2 separate regions of the Macaca mulatta genome follow, and region 1 is linked to region 2. The links are chromatin contacts, called in public Hi-C maps. All regions are on one chromosome and are shown on one strand. The core of a region is the stretch at or near the end of the contact, and the rest is flanking DNA. Distances in the headings are between cores, read along the strand shown.

What was found. Hi-C and Micro-C count contacts between places; a contact is called where the count stands out from the background.
Region 1: a Hi-C map of CD4 T cells shows a contact between it and region 2, with 3 times the contacts expected there. The contact joins the promoter of SLC9B2 here to the promoter of SLC9B1 in region 2. A contact is called at or near these places in 3 of 14 Hi-C or Micro-C datasets (CD4 T cells, blood and liver).

What each region holds. Positions count from the first base shown.
Region 1 is chr5:112,457,610-112,463,511 of T2T-MMU8v2.0, forward strand. It overlaps SLC9B2 (solute carrier family 9 member B2), which reads right to left and starts at 2,801. Exons shown (of 12, transcript XM_078002037.1): 1 at 2,473-2,801. BDH2 (3-hydroxybutyrate dehydrogenase 2) reads right to left here. Exons shown (of 10, transcript XM_078002039.1): 10 at 5,663-5,902. The coding sequence ends at 5,887.
Region 2 is chr5:112,400,910-112,407,578 of T2T-MMU8v2.0, forward strand. SLC9B1 (solute carrier family 9 member B1) reads right to left here and starts at 2,098. Exons shown (of 12, transcript XM_001110263.5): 1 at 1,995-2,098.

The DNA of each region.
Region 1 (5,902 bases), core at 1,551-4,050, 57 kb after region 2:
AAGACAGAAAGCAACCTAGAGCCCTGATATTATTGAGCTACTGAACAAACCCTGGACCCACCTACCTTCAAACATCTTCATGTATGAGAACAGTAAATCTGTATTTTTGAAGGGAGTTTTGGCTGAATATCCTGTTACTTGCAGCCAAAAGCATCCTAACCAATATAACAGGTGATTTTGTTGCAGAACCATCCCTGAGAAGCCCTGATGAACGCGGTGATGAGGAACCTCTGTCTTATAAACTTTAGCTTCTATCTCTCTAGCTTCTTGATACAGTGCAAAATCATCACAGACAATGAATGATCAGACTACTGCCTTTGTATTGAAATTTCTCAAAAATGTCCAGAAAATAACATTTTAGAACGTTAAAAATTAGTGCCAAGGTTTTCACTGCCATTCTTTTAGTCAACAGAAATTATTTGGATTGTAAGATTATGTATTTCCCCTCCTCTACCCTGAAGTTAAATTATAAGATTTGAATACTGAATGAAGAAAACTTGGACTTATAAACATTTAGTTGTTTTCCAAATTTCCTCTCATGAAACAAAACAACAGCAATAAAATATCACTACTACTGCTGCCGGGAGTTTCATTTCTGCTTTTTCTACTTGAAAAAATTCAAAATCTAACTCAAATGTCACCTTCTCAGTATTTCCTAACTCCAACATTGACAAACTGTCTCCCTCGTTCTCCTCTCTGAAGATTCATTCATTCATTCAACAAACAAGAGCTATTAAGCTCTTGTTATGTCCTAGTCCTTGAGCTGAGGATTCAGAAGTGAACAGTCTTAAATAGTTCCTATATTCAGATCTTGCAATCTAGTTAGAGGATGATAAATGATTCCTAAGCAATCAATGAACTATGGTTAAGTTTCAATTTTAGACACATGAGATAACAACCCCATCTCTTAATAAGTTTCATATCCTTTTTTTTTTTTTTTTTTTTTTTTTTTTTTTTTGTGACAGAGTCTTGCTCTGTCACCTAGGCTGGAGTGCAGTGGCACAATCTTGGCTCACTGCAACCTCTGCCTTCTGGGTTCAAGCGATTCTCCTGCCTCAGCCTCCGGAATAGCTGGGATTATGGGCATGCACCACAATGCTCAGCTAATTTTTACATTTTTAGTAGAGATGGGGTTTCACCATGGTGGCTAGGCTGGTCTCAAATGCCTGACCTCGGGTGACATGCCCACCTCGGCCTCCCAAAGCCGTAACAAGTTTCTATGGTGTGCTAGGCACAAGAGTAACAAAGATGACCAAGATGCAGTCTGCCCTTTAAGGGAGGGTCAGAGACTGATGCGTATTTACCAAAATCGTTTACTCTTCTGCCGGGGTCCATAGTACATTTCCAGTCTCCCCTGCAGGTCAGTGTGGCACGTGACTGAAGTCTGGTCAATGGGATGTGGACATAAATGGTATGTGATTTCCAGTCCTCACCCATAAGAAACAATCCTCATGCAACCCTCTAATAACTTTTCTTTTTCTGTCCGTTGCCTGGAAACTAAGGACTCCAAGGTCTTAGGGGATGGCAAAGCCATAATATAAAAGGAGTTTTCGTTCCTGAATAATTGAGTAGAAGGCCATGGAAACTAAGGACTCCAAGGTCTTAGGGGATGCAAAGTCATAATATAAAAGGAGTTTGGGTTCCTGAATAATTGAGTAGAAGGCCAACAGCTGAACACGTGAATGGAGTTGACATGAACGAGAAATAAGCCTGAACTATGTTTAGTTACTGAGATTTTGTACTTTATCTCTTACAGCAGCTACTGCTGTCTTAAGGTTATATTCTTCAGTCAACAGCATTTGATGATTCTTAGCACCTCGAGGATGCTAACCCAGTCCACAAAGGCAACATCCTCTGGTTAATCTGAGAACTGAAATAAAAGCAAGCAAGAAAAACCCACGCCAACACCTGACAACAGTAAACAGGCACGTGCGCGTCACCAGGTGTATAAACAGAAAAGGCTGGGCCCTCGCTCGCGTCTCCGGCCCAGCAGGCCTACAGGGTCCCCGCCGCGGACGCAGGGTTTATTTTTACCCTTAGTGTCTCTGGGGCCTCTCACCTGGCAGTCTCCGGCGGAGTCGACCAGGCTCCGTCTGAACGATTAGAAAGGAGCCGCTGGGGAGGCAGCGGAGCCTGGTCTAGCCACCGCGCTCTGGGGTTCCCGGTTCGCGCATCGTCCCAAGCAGAGCCGGGAGACTGCGGCGACTGCAGATAACCGGCCTCAGGGCGCGGCACCGCGTGTAGGCAGCCCCGCCTTTCGCACATACCCGCGGGGCGACTCCGCGCGGGGAGCTCCGACCCATCGGCTCCCGTACAGGCTCTGGAGTAAGCGTGGGCTGGTCCGGGGCCCGCAGCGGCAGCCCCGTGTGCCTTCCGCCGGGTTTCGGGTTGGGCGGCGCGGGTGCAGAGCCGCGTGCGATGCCAGAGGCGCGTGGCTTCCCCCGGAAAGGTGGTGCCAGGCCGACCACTTACCGGCCCACGTCCCGGGGCCTCAAGCGGCACCGCGCGGCCTTTCAGCTGCTTATCCTCACTGGGTGGGTCCTCAAGCTTCTGCGGCCAGGACCAGCGAGCTCCCGGGGAAGCTACCCGGAAAGCTTACCCAGAGAGCTCAGACCCAGGCGCCGAGTCTTCCCGGAGATGACGAGACCCCGCGCAAGGAGCACAGCGCAGGCTCCTCGGGACTCCGCGGCGCAGGCCGGGCAGCCCATTGCTTGTTTTATCGTTCCCCGAAACCAACCTCTAAGTTGTTTATCAGTCCTCCACCTTTTAGCTGTACTTCTTAGAAGTGTCTTCTCAGCTGCGGTGGGAAGATAGGATTCTTTCTTAAAGTGACCAATTAAAGGGCGGGATAAAAGACTTGTTCTGCCCCCCCCCCCCTTTATCGCTTAACACCTGCCCTTCCTGCTGTATTTTAGATTTTTAACGCTTCTATCAGCAGTGATTCTATTTCATTTAATTCTCATTTCATGTTTGTATCTTCCTTTTCTCTGCATTTCCTCTTCTGTGTGTGAAGACGCGCGCACCCCTTACCTGTTTTTCACTCCTGTAAGCAAGTGCCAATCTTAATCACCGCTTTTCAAGCAAGGGAGATTATCCTCAAATTTCTCCACCAGACAGAAACCATTCATTCTTGTCTCTCAGGTCCTCTTTTGTGATGAACCTATTGGATAGGTTCCATCCAATACCCTTCTTCAGATCATCTGAAATGATTGTTTTCCTAAACTGAACTCTTCCTCTCCTAAAGCTTGCAAAAATTTCTAGTGACATTCAGTTTCCTCTTACCACAGGAATGACATACATTTTTTCCTTTTAGTCATATGTACTTCATTAATATATCACCTGATTTGATTAACATGACTTTGAAGAAGATTGAATTTTTTGGCTAGATTTTACTTCGTTTTTATGGCTGATAGTGTTTATAAAAATGTTTTATTGTTTATGGTCAGCTCTGAGAAAGACTAACTCAGGTCATTTGTTAATGTTGGAGCCCATTTTGTAGAATTTATTGTGCATTTATTTAAAATTCATTTGTTCACATCTATACATATATTATACATGTATACCTGCTCACAGCGTAAAGTATATCATGACATAAGAGTCAGTGTTCTGTGAATTCACTGGAGAAGTTACAGCATTTTGATTATGATACACGAAAAGAAACCGAAGTCATTTAGCTTAACTCCTTAATTTCATAAACCAGAAAACTAAAATCCAAGATAGATTGGGTGACTTGGTCTAGATCACAAATCAAAGTTATCCATAATTCAGTAGTGTAATGCCTGGTCCAAAGCCTCATAGATAATCTTATAATCAATGAACTCTTTCGGAATGCTAGTCAAAATGTCCTTTTGTGTGACTTTTAATGTACCTTCATCAACTGAATGATATTCTTCCCCATACATAAAGTGTTACCTTTTCATTGTCCATTTCAAAATTTTCCTTGTTAATATTAAAGTTCTAGGAAAAAAGGCTAAGAATAACTGCACATTTATTATCTCAGTGTGTATCATACCATTTGGTCCTTTGAGGTTGCAACAAGTAAAAAACAAACATAAAACCCTTAAAATAAAAAGAAAAAACTTTGCACTGACAATGTTACAGAATTATCATCCATAAATTTACTTATTTTCTTGAAAAATTTATTTTCTTTAATTTCATTTGTTTCCTGTTATATGATTTATATTTAAATTTACATTTATTTATCCAGAGACTATGCCCAAATTTTATGTCTTCTTGTCTGTTATCCTGGAGTTTGGTGAAGAAATCTGTACTTAATTTAAAAAAGAAATCCCTCTAACTGAAAATATTGTCAGTTAGCTAACTATATATTTCTTAGGCCCATGTCAAGTTATCATTGCTTATTTTAATAAAGATTGTTTAGACTAAGAAAATAGTATTTAATTAATAAGGGATGGCATCCATTAAGTGTAAACACTGGATTATTTTTCATAACAGATCAACAATATAGTTTTGAGGCTGAACTCTTTTACTCCTTTTACTGTAAGTTATTGAAGCCAAACTCCTTCCTACCTTTGTTCATTTATGATGGCGTAAAATTTTAAAATTAGGATCTACATACAGAACAATGCAGAATTATATAAAAATATTTGAATATTGAAAAATAAAGTGGAAATTATTATTATTATTATTCAGGTACAGGGTCTTGCTCTGTCACCCTGGAGTGCAGTGGCATGATTACAGCTCACTGCAGCCTCAAATTCTTGGGCTCAAGCAATCCTCCTGCCTTAGCCTCCCTATGTTAACCAGGCTGGTCTTGGACTCCTGGCAGCAAGTGATCCTCCTGCCCCGGCCTCCTAAATTGCAGGAATTATAGGCATGAGCTACCATCCTAGTCCTGAAATTACTATCATCTTCCTTAACACCCCCCCCCCCAAGAAAAAAACCCATAAGCTTCCTTTTGTCTTCATATTTACATTTTAATTATATATGCTGCAATGGGCTATTTGTATCACCCGAAAGTCAGGTATTGAAATCCTAACCCCCAATATGATACATTAGGAGGTAGGGCCTTTGGGAGGTAATCAGGTCACAAGGGTAGCACCCTCATGAACAGGATTAGTATCCTTATAAAAAGACAAGAGCTTGCTTTTTTTCTCTGCTGTTGCTCTGTGAGGCTATAGCGAGAAGATGACCTGGCCTGACGCGGTGGCTCACGCCTGTAATCTCAGCACTTTGGGAGGTGGGGAGGCGGGAGGATCACGAGGTCAGGAGATCGAGACCATCCTGGCTAACACAGTGAAACCCTGTCTCTACTGAAAATACAGAAAAATTAGCCAGGCATGGTGGCAGGCGCCTGTAGTCCCAGCTACTCCTATGCTGAGGCGGGAGAATGGAGTGAACCCGGGAGGCGGAGCTTGCAGTGAACCAAGATCGCACCACTGCACTCCAGCCTGGGAGACAGCAAGACTCTGTCTCAAAAAAAAAAAAAAAAAGAAGATGACCATCTGCAAACCAGGAAGTGGGCCCTAACCAGATACCATATGTGCTGGCACCTTGATCTTGCACTTCCTAACCTCCGGACTGAAAAACAAATGTTTGTTGTGTATGAGACTCAGTCTATGGTAATTTGTTATAGCAGCCCAAAGTGACTAAGACAGATGCTTACAAATCGAGATTTATTTTAAAAACTATTCTCTTGCTATGAGTTCAATATTTTTATTTCTTTACAATGATTTCAGAAGAGATTACAAAGAGATTAATATACCTAAAGAATCAGACTCTTGCAAACAGTGACGTCATTAAAAAGGGCTGATTTTCATTAACATGTGATTAACAGGAAAGAGATGATTGGTGAGTTTTCTTCATAACCAGGTTCACTGTGGATAGGAAGGGCCTGCCTTCCTTCCCACCATGGAGATCCTAAAATCACAAGCTCCAGCCT
Region 2 (6,669 bases), core at 848-3,347:
TAAAAATCAAGGTAAGCAAAATAAAACTCCACCCCCCACCCCCCACTCCACCCTGGCTGCTCCTTTTTCTCCTTTAGTCTTTTCCATTTGGTAAATGGCATAACCATCCACACAATCTTAAGACAAAAACTTAGGGGCTAGAGGTGACTCCTTTTTCATCACCTCTATATTCAAAACATCACAAAGTCTGTAGGCTCTGCCCCCAAAATAGAGCTCACATACATCTACTTCTCTGCTATTTTATCCCGAACTTGTCATTCCTCTTTGGATTTCTGCAATTGCCTTCTGCTATAGATCTTGCTCCCCACCCAGTATGATTCAGTCATCACGTAATAGGCAGAACAAACGTTTTTACAATGTAAATCAGATCCTATCACTCCCTCCAAACTCACTACCGGTTTCTCTTCACACTTAGGAAATATATTACACTATGGAATATATTTCTAAGGAAATATATTACACTATGTTCCAGGTACTGTTCAATCTCAGTGTTTAGTAAACACCCCAGTAACATGGGATTTCGTTAACCAACAGAAGTGTTTAAACAGGATGAGTATGAAAATAAGTATAAAATGAGAAGTACTATAAAAACGATACGTTATATGTTACTATTACAGCAGCTGCCTATTTCCTTTTGTCTTGTAATTGCCAGGACCTTCCGACAAGAGCCAACTGAAAAACAGCAGTATAAATCATGGTACTCTAAAAGCCCAGACTTCAACACCATGCAATATATCCACACAACAAAACTGAACTTGTACTAACTAAATCTGTATAGAATTTTAAAAAGTAAGTTAAAAAAAATACCAGAGGACAATAAATATGAATGCCCTTTTCATAGGCACACAGTGACTAAAATATTTGGGGCATGAATTCTCTAAGGGTGACAATAATAAGTGTTATTTTTCATGCTTCTGTTGCACAAGTAATTATATTTATCTCTAAGGAAAATCAGAGAGTGGGGTGTGGCCTCCCTCAGTGCCAACTGGGCTAATTATCTCCCCACATCACCGAATCTGTTATTTCATAGGCTCTAGGAAACCCAAAGAGGGGAGTGAGGAACCTGGTATGGTCCCTTGAAGAGCTCTTGTAACACTCCTGATTTATGTGACAGACACAGTATGTGTGCAACTGTCCTTTTTCCTTCAAAAGCACTGGTCTAAAGCAGGGATCCCCAACCCCTGGGCAGCGGACAGGTACAGGTTTGTGGCCTATTAGGAAGAGGCCACACAGCAGGTGACGGGGCTACAGGATTATGCCCGAGCTCCACCTCCTGTCAGATCAGTAAAGGCATTAGATTCTCATAGGAGCACAGACCCGATTGTGAACTGTGCATACGAGGGATCTAACTTGCACCTTCTCATGAGAATCTAATGCCTGATGATCTGAGATGGAAGAGTTTCATCCCATCCTGCCTCCCCCCGGCTGCCCCAAATTGTCTTCCATGAAACTGGTCCCTGGTGCCAAAAAGGTTGGGGACTGCTGGAAGTGCTTGTCCACTGGGTTAAAGCCAAGAGGAGTAAACAGGATTAAGGGGCGTGGAGGTGGGTGTGTGGGGGAAGACAGCTTTCTCAGGATGGGCAACCAATCCCAGAATCCTCAATCACAGGAGCATGTATGTGAAGGTTTATTTGCAGGGATCCACCATTTGTAAAATAGTACACGCTTAATAAAATTAATAAAATTTTGCAGTCAATCTTGACTGACAGATCTCTTCTTTCTTACTGCAGAGTAATTGTAAAATAAGAAAAACAGGAGGAAGAGAGAACAAAGAAGAAAGATGTGGGATGAGAGAGTAAGGAAAGGAATCACGGAGAGGAGAGACAATGTCTGTGGCTATTTTCCCAGCGTCTGGGAGAGGAGCCCAAGCATCACATTGAACTGAGCGGGGAGGAAAGGCCCTCCTGGGGCCTACCGCAAGGAAATGATCGCGGGAGACCCGGGACTGGCGCCAAAGGGCTTGGAAGGGCGGAGTTAAGAAAAATGGGCCGTACCTACAACTTCTTGCGCAGCCCTCGCTGGCCCGGGAGCCCAGTAACCGTTGCGTAAGCCACGCGCCACCCAGGTGGGCAGGGTAGTGACGCGAAAGCCCGGCTAGACTTCCGCGCAGGGGCGGGGCGGGGCGGGGCGGGGCGGGGGGGCGGCAGCGCGTTTAAGTGACGTCTTGGCCGCCCGCGCCGGCGGAGACCAGGGTTCTGGGGCTCCCGGGAGTGTCTGGTGTGTTTTCTGTCTATTGAACCCTTTCCTTTTGACGTCTCTTCTGAATATTGACTCATCGGGTTGTAGAAATCCAGGGACAGAGTTGACATCACTGGGCATTTTAGCCAAAAAGCAGTGCTGGGGACTGCATGTGCCAGAAGTAAACTTGTCAAAACTCAGATTGTTTCCCCTAAAGTCAGCTTGAAGTGCAACGGTAAAAGAGCACGGTCTCTCCCCAAGACGGCCTGAGCTTAAACTGCAGCACTGTCACTTGCTAGCTATGGGACCTAGGCAAATACATCATCTCCCTGAGGTTGTCTTCTCATCTCTAAAGGACGCTGTGGTGGTGCAATGAGACACAGCAAGTGTCTGAACAAAGACACTGTGTACAAAGTAAACAATATACTGTTATCAATATAAAACCTTTTTTGTTTGTTTTTTTCCCCCGCCTGAAATCTTATGTGGAAAGTTGTATGTGAAAGAAATGAAAGCAGAGCTGCGTTGATGGTGGACCCAGAAGCTTTGGCCTTTCAGTCCCAAAGTTTCCAGGAATATAATCCACGCTTCCTATAAAAGACAAAAACAACCATTATTGGAGAAAGTGCAAATTTCTTAGAAAGATAAACGACCCATTCCTATCTAATGTTTCTCCTGACACTCAAAACAATGTTTACTCTTGAACACTGTATTCCTTTTTGACTCAGTGTGTTTTCTAACGTTAATTCCTCTACCGGAGTGTTCTTTTTCTTAGTCATCATCTAAGATCTGATTCAAATTACAGTTCCTTCTTGGGTAACTTAAATACGAAATTATCTTTTTATTGGTTTTGTTGTTGTTGTTGACACAGGGTCTCACTCTATTACCCCGGTCAGAGTGCGATCTAGGTTCCCCGCAGCCTCCGCCTCCTTGGTTCAAGTGATCCTTCTGCCTCCTGAGTAGGTGGGACTACAGGCGGGCGCCACCACCCCTGGCTAATTTTTTTATTTTTAGTAGAGAGGAGTTTCACATGTTGCCCAGGAGGCCTTGAACTCCTGGACTTAAGTGATCTGCCCGCCTTGGCTTGCCACAGTGCTGGGATTACAAGCATGAGCCACCACATCCCTGCCCTTTTTATTGTTTTTAACACCTTCCCTCCTTCAACGTGATACACACATCTCAGCAAGGATTTAATTTTCTTCCTCATTTCAGGAGAGTAGACAGGGTTTCATGATTACAGGATTAAGGGAATGTTTTGTACTCATGAAAAGGAAATGTTTTGTACTCATAGGAAAAGCAGGTAGATCCCTAAAGATAATGGGAGGTGGGACAAATGGTAGAGCTGAGAAGGAAGACCTTTGCTAGGAGTCTGTTTGCCTCCAGGGCACTACTCTTACGCTCTAGAAGGAATGGGCTCCTGGACAGGTAAGTGCTTTAAGGTCCATGCAAGGAAGATGGAGGGCACATCAACAAATGGAGTTTTGGAATTCTCAACAGGCCAGAGGGCTCAGGCTGGATTTGAGTCAGTCAACTATAAATATATTATATGCTCCCCAAATGCCATGAAGCAATTCCCACCTGTTACAGAGAGGTACATAAATGATTCATATAAAAATATAACGTTCTGAGACATTGACAAAATATAGTGGTTCATTGGGAGACAATATAATGAAAATTTACCAATAAAAAATTTAAATAATTATCTGATAACCTTTCTTATAAAAATTAATAGTATTTTAAAAATAAGTAAATTAATAATATTTGCAACAAGGCCATAGAAAGCAAAAGCTTTTGAGGAATAAGGAGAATCTTAACTGAGAGCAATTTTTTAAAACTATATTTGACATGATAAAAAAGTTTTAAAACTTTCTACATAAATATTTTCATACTTCTGAAAGTACTTCAATAAAAATAAAAATTTGGCCAATGATCTATTTAGTATGATTTCAGTGCCAAATTTCTTTTCTAGTTTTATCTCTAATTCTCTTCATCAGTCTCAAGTGCTAATCACTTTCTATGCTCCAGGCTTTACTGTTTTCAAAACTTTGCTAATATGCCAGCCTCCCACATTAGTTGTTCCCATCTTCACCTTACTCCCTAATACTACCCCATCCGTCCAGATCCTCTCCATTCTTCAAGATCTAGTTCAAGTATTAGCTCCTCTAAGATTTCCTCAACTTCTACACTAAAAACACTTTTGAATTATTCACTTGGATTATAGCTATTTGTACATATCTTATTTCCTTCTAAGGTTTTTAAAGGCAAGTATCATGTTTTGTTCATATTTGTATTCCTCACAGGGTCAATTTTCCATTAGAATTCAAGTTCTATTGAAAACCAAGCCCTTGAATATCTTGTTCATCACTGTATTCCCTAGTATCTAGCACAAGACCTGGCACACAGTAGGCATGTTATAATATATTCTGAGTGAGGGAGTAAATGGGTTTTAAAAACAGCTCCATGAAAGCAGGGATTTGTCTGTTTCATTCATTGCAAAATGAGTATCTGAATGTAAACATGAAGGCTTAGCATTCATTATATACAACAAAATTCTTTAATCTGCAGAGCATCATAAAAGTCAAATATGAAGTATTTATGTTGCCTTTCACCCAACAAATTCAGTTGATATCTTTCTGAAAATACATCCCCCAAAACTGCAGTATAATTTTAAAGAATCAAAATAAAATAGATGTTGATATTAAAGTAGTTTCAGTTTTGTTTGTATTTTTCTGTGTTCTAAATTTTCTGCAATGAAAATGTGTTTTTATAATCAGAAAAAATAATCAATATTATTTTTAAAGAATGTAGTGGGTGAGATCATTTGCAAATGTATACCTGAGGAAATTTTGAGGACATCAAGGTCAATCAAGGTGATTGGGAATTAATACCACAGAGGAAAATACTGTCCTGAGAAACACGATACTTCTTTCAGGGACTGAATTATGTCCTTCCCCACAGATTTATATGTTGAAGCCCCAACTTCCAATGTGATGTATTAGGATATGAGGATTTGGGAGGGCAATTAGATTTGGGTGAGGTCATGAGGATAGGGCCCTCATGATATGATCAGAGTACCCTTATAAGAAGAGACACCAGAGAGCTTGCTTGCTCTCTCTCGGCGTCATGTGATGACACAGTGAGAAGGTGGCCATTGGCAAGCCAGGAAGAGAGACTTCGCCAGAGCCCAACAATGCTGGCATCCTGATCTTGAACCTCCAACCTTTAATAGAAATAAGTTTCTGTTGTGTAAGCCACCCAGTGTATGGTATTTTGTTATAGCAGCCCAAGCTGACTAAGATAGACTAAGCAGACTAAGATCCAAACTGTTGTGTGGCAAGTAGCTTTCTGATATTGAGAGAGGATCCCCTTACTCTCAGATTTAGTCAGTAAATGTTTATTAAATGTCTATTGTGTTTCATGTCCTGTGAAAAATGCTGAGGATTCAAGGATAACTAAGAAAAGGTTCCTACCCATAGGGAGCTGGTTTAATAAGAGACAAACATGTAAATAAACTTTAAAAAGTGTTATATGTGCTCTGACAGAAGTATGTATAAGGGGCCCAAAAGTTAGAGTAATTGTTTCTATCTGTGGTTTAAGTGGGGATAGGTTGGGTTGGTCAGTACTCTATCAGGTTAACCCTAAGTTCACCAACCAAGTCAAGAGATGTGACTTTCCATGTGGCAACAAACCCTGGCCTTCACATGGTGAGCCCTGCTGAATGGTCAGCCTCTGTCATTCTTGACCTCACCAGCTCCATGATATATAACAGCAACATAGTCTTATAGCAATTAATAAATTCCTACAAAGAGCTTCGAGGAATAGGCACAAATTTCAGAGATCCAATAGAGGAAGTCAAAAGGCCAGCACTGGGCAGTCACAGAGATTTAGATGGTGGCTACCCTCTTAGAGGTAGAAAAGAGCTTGCTGCATGACCTGCAAAATGAAACAGGTATTGGCAGTGGCTGTTTGAGGTGTCCTTCAATCATTTCTATACTCTGTGGACTTCCATTTCTAATTTTCCTAGGGGCCCTAAACTTATTCAACAGCATTCTCATTTAGTTATAGTAACTGTATTTTGTATAAGTTAATAAATATTCCAAGCCTGTTACTTGGAGAAAATGCCACTGATGACCTGGGAAACAGCATGAAGTGTAACACTTTTTGGTCTCACATCCGTTTTGCTGGCTAAGTCCTAATCATCCCTCAGCCAATACCCTACTTTCTCTAGGAAGCTGTGCCTAAACTCCACCACCCTTGGTTTGATTGAATGCTCCTGCCACGAGATCCCTAGCACCCCTGTAGTTCCTGCATAATAGCACTTATCATATTGTTTTGCATTCTTTTGTTTAATTGTCTGTCATCTCTATTGGACTGTTAAATCCTTAAGGACAGGGACAATATTATTCTTGATGATGTGCCTGGATCTCAAAAGCTTTCAGTAAGTATTTTTTGGATGCATCTACTTTTAAAGCCAGGAAAAATAGAGGACCAGAT